Linked DNA regions of Anas platyrhynchos: region 2 is linked to region 1. Evidence: chromatin contacts called from public Hi-C data. All regions are on one chromosome and are shown on one strand. Each heading gives the region's core, a stretch centred on a gene start, on an enhancer-like site or on the middle of the called end of the contact. The rest is flanking DNA. Distances are from core to core; before and after follow the strand shown.

Region 1 (2,700 bases), core at 26-2,525:
CACTGCAGCGAGCAGCAAATAAGCAGCTGCCTTCCGACTTCAACTGGAGCTCCTTCCAAGATGCAGCAAAACTCTTTATTTTTCAATTTATCCACGGTAATAAGCGTACCCGTATCAAGCACCCTTAACGAGCGACCGGATTCAACCCTGACAGAGCATACGAAGGCACAAGCCGACAAAAAACACCCCCCGAAGCCTCCTCAGCACCAAGGCACCCCTGACAGACTCCGCAGGGCCATTTTGGGTGAAACCCCTCACCATACACCTCACCGAGCCGCGCAGCCCCAAGAAGGACCACAACCACTGCCTGTAGGGACCAACAGGCAATCCCTTAACCCTCTTTTCCCCCCAGCAGCTCCTCTGAGCACCCTTCCAGCAGGGAATCAAGCGGCACCACAGCCACCGGCAGCTCCCAGAGGGGGGCTCGCTGCCGGCCGGGCACCCACCCCCCGGTCCTCCCCGGTCCCCCCCGATCCCCTATGGTCCCCTTACCGCGATCAGCGTGCTGCTGCGGCCGTGCTGCTCCCCGCTCGCCCCCTCAGCGTCCAGCCCGTTGGCCCCGCTCCTGTCGGCGCTGCCCCCCGCGGCGGGAGGAGGCGGCTGAGGCAGCGGCGGCGGGGGGGGAGCGGGCGGCGGCGGGGCCGGGGGCGGCTGCCGGTGCTTGCCGGCCCGCTTGGCCTTGGCCTGCAGGCAGCGCTGGTGCAGGGCGAAGGTCTGCTGGCGCTCCAGCTCCAGGCGCTCCGGGGACACGGCCTGGTAGCGGGACTCGCAGGCGCTGTGGTGCCGCCGGCAGAGCTCGATGCGGCGCCGGAGCCGCTCCATCACCGCGCTGTGCCGCGGCACCACGAACTCCGCCATGGGGCAGGGCGGCAGCACCATGGGCCGGGAGGGGGAGGAGAGCGGCCGCCGCTCAGCGGCTCCTCGCCATAGCGGGGCTGCCCCTCAGCCGCCCTTCCTCCCCCCTCTCCTCCTCCTCCTCCTCCTCTTCCTCGGCGCCCCTCCGGCTCCCCCCCCCCGCCCCACTTCCTCCTTCTGCCCCGCAGCCGCTCCGCTCGCTCCCTTCTCCCTCAGCCCTGCCCCCGCTGCTCCTCCGGCCGGAGCTCGCTCGGCTCCCTCCGCTCCCGGCCCGGCGCTGCCCGGCGGGCGCCGCTCTCAGGCGCGGGCGGGCGGCGAGCCCCGAGCCCCCATTGTTAGCCGCGCCGCCGCCGCCATCTTGAAATTGTTTTTTTCCCCCTCCAGAGCCGAGCGGAGGAGCAGGAGGCGGGGCTTCCTGGGTGGCGGGGGGACGTCACGCGGCCCCGCGGAGTGATGGACAGGGCGAGCGGCCAATAGGGAGAGGGGAGGGAAGGGGTGGGGGGAGAGCGGCCGGCTGAGGGTTTAAAAGGCAGGGAGAGGGGAGGAGACTGATGAAAGGGGCGGGGCTTTCGGGGTGATTGACAGGTGGGCGGGGCTCCGGGCTGCCCGCCCCGCGGGGCGGCTCCTGAGGGGCCCCTGAGGTGAGGGCTCGGGGCGAGCTGCCCGCCCCCGGAGGGCATTAATTAGACAACGGAAGGCAAAATCGGGTTAATTTTTTATTATATATATAATTTTTTAAACATGCTCTTCGTGTGTAAGTGCACAGTGCAGCCGCAAGTAGTTGGAAAGGCGCAGTGCGGCCACAAATAAATAAGCCCAGGAAAGGCGCAGCTCTGACAGGAGGCACAGGGAGAGTCCCAGCCCCGCTCCTATAGGGACAGGCAGGGAGGGAGAGGCCGAGGATGAGCTCTGGCAGCCCTCAGCACTTCCCTCTAACCCCACCTGGTACCAGGAACCAGCCCTAAATCAGACAACCTCAGTACCTTTCAGTAGTCCCTGATGAATTATTGTGAATTACGAGTTACAGCTCCCACATAATAACACTTCTACAGCAGGTTACCTGCAGCCTGATCAACTGCTGGGAGAAAAGAAACAAACTTCAGCCTCTTCTACTCTTCCAGCCCCCCCCATTTAGCTGAAGCACCTCACCTCACCCTCCTTCACCCCCCCCTTAAATTGGCATCTCTCACTGAAGTTGCTCACAGACACCCAACCCAAGCGTACCTTCACATATTTGAACCAATTTCAATCCTAGTCGACGGATCACCACCAGGCAGAGCTACACTACAAGGAGAACACAGCTGTACTTGCATTTAAGTCAGGATAAACAGACAATTTTCTTTCCTTCAAGGCTTTAAAAGCAATTCTGAAGTTAAACTGAGCCACCCAAGTGAGAAGGCAAGATAAGAAGTAACTTTTGAGTTGTCTATCCATTTTGGAAAGTCATAATTTATTGTAGTGATTATTTAAGCATACACTATGGTATCAAAAAAAAAAAAGCCGTAACATGCAGACAGGAGACCTCTTAAGGAGATTTAGCAGAAGCAAATGTAGATTTACATTTCACCGTAATATAGTGCTAGTTAGAAGCTGATAGCTGATCTTAAGTTCCTTTTTGATGCTTGGAAAGAACATGTATGCACATGAATTGTTCAGGAATTTAAGGCAATTTGCATATTAAGATAAAAAACATTGGATTAATAGATTTACATTGTGCCCAAGATGTTAGCTGAATTGAAACCATTTACATATACTTCATCTCAAAGGACTGAGTCATAAATAGCAGCTGCTCCTTGATAAAAATACAGTCCTGAGAACAAGCTAATAGCAATGCTTAAGCTATGA
Region 2 (2,700 bases), core at 71-2,570, 170 kb before region 1:
TTGCGTGGGGCAGAAACAGACTGCACAAAACGGGACAAAGCAGAATGCAAAGCAGCCCTTTCTTGTGATTAGAAAAGGGAAGTGGGGAGGTTGGATGTTGAGCTCGTAGTGCTGAAAAATCAAACTACTGTCTGCTCTGCAGGAATGGCGGCTTGGGACCGTGGTCTGCATGGAGCAGTATCAGTTTGTCCTGACTCTTGCATCTGGGGGTGAAAGGCTTGGTGAAGTGTTGAGGGGTCTTACTGGCCTTTGATTCCTCATCCAGCATTAACCAAGAATGAGGAAAAAAAAAAAAAAGAGAGAGGAAAAAAAAAAAAAAAGCAGAAACAGAACATTCAGCTGATGCTTCAGAAACATTTCCTGGATTGTATTGACATTTCTGTGGAGCTTTTCATAGACAGCATCTCAGCGCCACAAGCTGCGTGCCTTTAGCAGACCCCGCGGCTCCCCTCTGCTCAGAGACGGGCTTGCAAAGCCTCCTGCCTTCCTTGGGAACGACATGGGGCTCTCTGAGGGAAGGCTTAGACCCACAATTGCAGCTAAATGTGATATATAGAATGTGCTTTTAGTGTGTTATCATACATACACGTGACTAGGTGCATCACGAGTGGATAAACCGCAAAACCTTCCCAGAGAACAGTTTGCGAAGATGCTTAGGTTAAGCACAATGCTTATCAGAGGGCCTCGCAGAGCAGCTGGGGAAGTCACCAGGGAGACAGTATCTCAGAAGAACAGCAGCACAGCACAGTTACTCGTTTGGAAATTTACAAAATACCCAAACCCACAACCCTGCGGTACTTTTCCTTGCCATAAATACCCAGATAATTTGCCTTTCAAACGCAGAGCAGGCCATCACGCTATTTCACTACTTTTCTGGTCATGAAGAGGCTCAAAGCCTTTGTAAATGAGAGATCGATTCCTCAGGTCCTGCTTTTCAGCGTTTCACGTGATTTGCGTTTATTCACATTTCAGTGCTGGTGCGGCCTCCCCATTTCAGCACAGCAAAAAACAAACCCCGTGCTGGGCAAGGGGCCGAGCTGCCCACAGCCCTTCCCACCTCCATCTCCCCCTCCCACCCACGCGTGCTTTTAACCCTCCCCGTGCTTATTTTCGACCGCTCCGAGGCCGGGCAGCGGCGCTGAGGAGCCGGGGGCAGCCCCCACAGCCCCTCAGAGCCCGCGTGACGTCACCCCGCCCGTAGCCCCACCCACCCTCCATCTGAGACAGGGAGGGGGCGTGGCTTCCACACGCCCCTCCCCTCGCCCTCGTGGCGCCGGGCGGGGCGTAGCGCGCGTGCGCAGTGCGGCCGGTGCCGGGCTGCAGTCGGGGCGCCGGGCACGGAGCGGGGCGGGCGCGGAGCGGAGCGGGGCCGGGCAATGGGGCGGCAGCCGCGGGGCCAGCAGCGGGGCGAGCCGCCCGCCTCACTCACCCGAGACCCTGCCTGCTGAAAGCCGCCTCCTTCTCCTCCTCCTCTTCATCCCCGGTGGCGGAGGCATGAGCGCGGCGCCCTGAGCTGCGGGGCCGGCGGAGCGGGGCTCGCCCCTAACCCCCCCCTCCCCCCCAAACAGCCCCCAAATATCCCCTCAGCGCTGCGGGACCCGCCGCCACCTCCCTGGCTCCTCCCATGGCATGAGCCCGCGCTCTCCTCCCCCCCCTCCCGCCGCCTGCTTTCGCTCCGGCTCCCTCCCCGGGCCGGCAGATGGGCTAAGGCGCCTCGTTCCCCCCCCCCCGTGCCCTACAGGAGCGGGGGGCCCGGCCCCGAGCCAGCCGTGAGGGCCGCTTGGGTTCCCCCTGAGGCGATGATGAAGCCGCGGCGGGGCCGGCGGCCCCCGCCCGGCGGCTCCTCGGTGCTGCTGCTGCTGCTGTGGCACTGCTGGCTGTGGCCGGCCGGAGCCGATAACGCCAGCCAGGCTTATTACACCGCCCTCATCAACGTGACGGTGCTGAGCCCCGAGCGGGGCGGCCCCACGCTGCTCCGCATCGACCGAGGCCGCTACGGGCAGGATTCCCCCAAGGTGGAGGTCAAGGGCCTGCTGGTGGCTCCCGTGCCCATCAACGGAGGTAATGGGCTGAGGAGAAGGGGGGGGGGAGAGATGGTGGGGGGTTCATGCTGATGCTGGGGGTCCCCGGTGGTCATGGGGGTCCCCCCTGTACTTGGCAGGGGTCCCCAGTGCTGCTGGGGGTCCCCACTGTGCTTATCAGGGGTCTCCGGTGGTGCTGGGGGTCCTCGCTGCTCCTATCGAGGGTCCCTATTGCTGCTGGGGGTCCCCGCTGTACTTGTCAGGGGTCCCTGATGCTGCTTGGGGGTCTCTGCCTCCGCTGGGGATCCCCACTGCACTTGTCAGGGGTCTCTGATGGTGCTCAGGGGTCCCCGCTGCGCCTGTCTGGGGTTCCTGATGCTGCTGGGGGCTCCCATTGCTCCTGTCTGGGGTCCCCAATGCTGCCCAGGGGTCCCTGCTCGGCTAGGGGTCCCTTCTACTTCTTCCAGGGGTCCATGATGCTGCTCAGGGGTCCCCATTGCTCCTGTCGGGGGTCCCTGATGCTGCCCGGGGGTCACTGCCTCTGCTGGGGTCCCCGCTAGTTCTGCCAGGGGTCCCCGATGCTGCCAGGGGTCCCCACTCCTTGCCAGACCATCTGCTCCCATTTCTGCCCACCTCGGCCTCTTCTCGCTCGTCGGCGAGGCTGTTGGCCTTTGTCTGA

The links. A called contact is a pair of places that touch in the nucleus more often than the background predicts.
Region 2: a contact with region 1 is called in a Hi-C map of skeletal muscle, with 2.6 times the contacts expected there. The contact joins the promoter of RNF130 here to the promoter of MAML1 in region 1. A contact is called at or near these places in 3 of 8 Hi-C or Micro-C datasets (liver, skeletal muscle and subcutaneous adipose tissue).

Annotation. Positions count from the first base shown.
Region 1 is chr14:5,454,006-5,456,705 of IASCAAS_PekinDuck_T2T, reverse strand. It overlaps MAML1 (mastermind like transcriptional coactivator 1), which reads right to left and starts at 1,275. Exons shown (of 5, transcript XM_072023554.1): 1 at 493-1,275. The coding sequence starts at 879.
Region 2 is chr14:5,620,445-5,623,144 of IASCAAS_PekinDuck_T2T, reverse strand. It overlaps RNF130 (ring finger protein 130), which reads left to right and starts at 1,320. Exons shown (of 9, transcript XM_027468578.3): 1 at 1,320-1,716; 2 at 1,797-2,061. The coding sequence starts at 1,630. FLT4 (fms related receptor tyrosine kinase 4) reads left to right here. Exons shown (of 30, transcript XM_072023398.1): 30 at 1-1,559.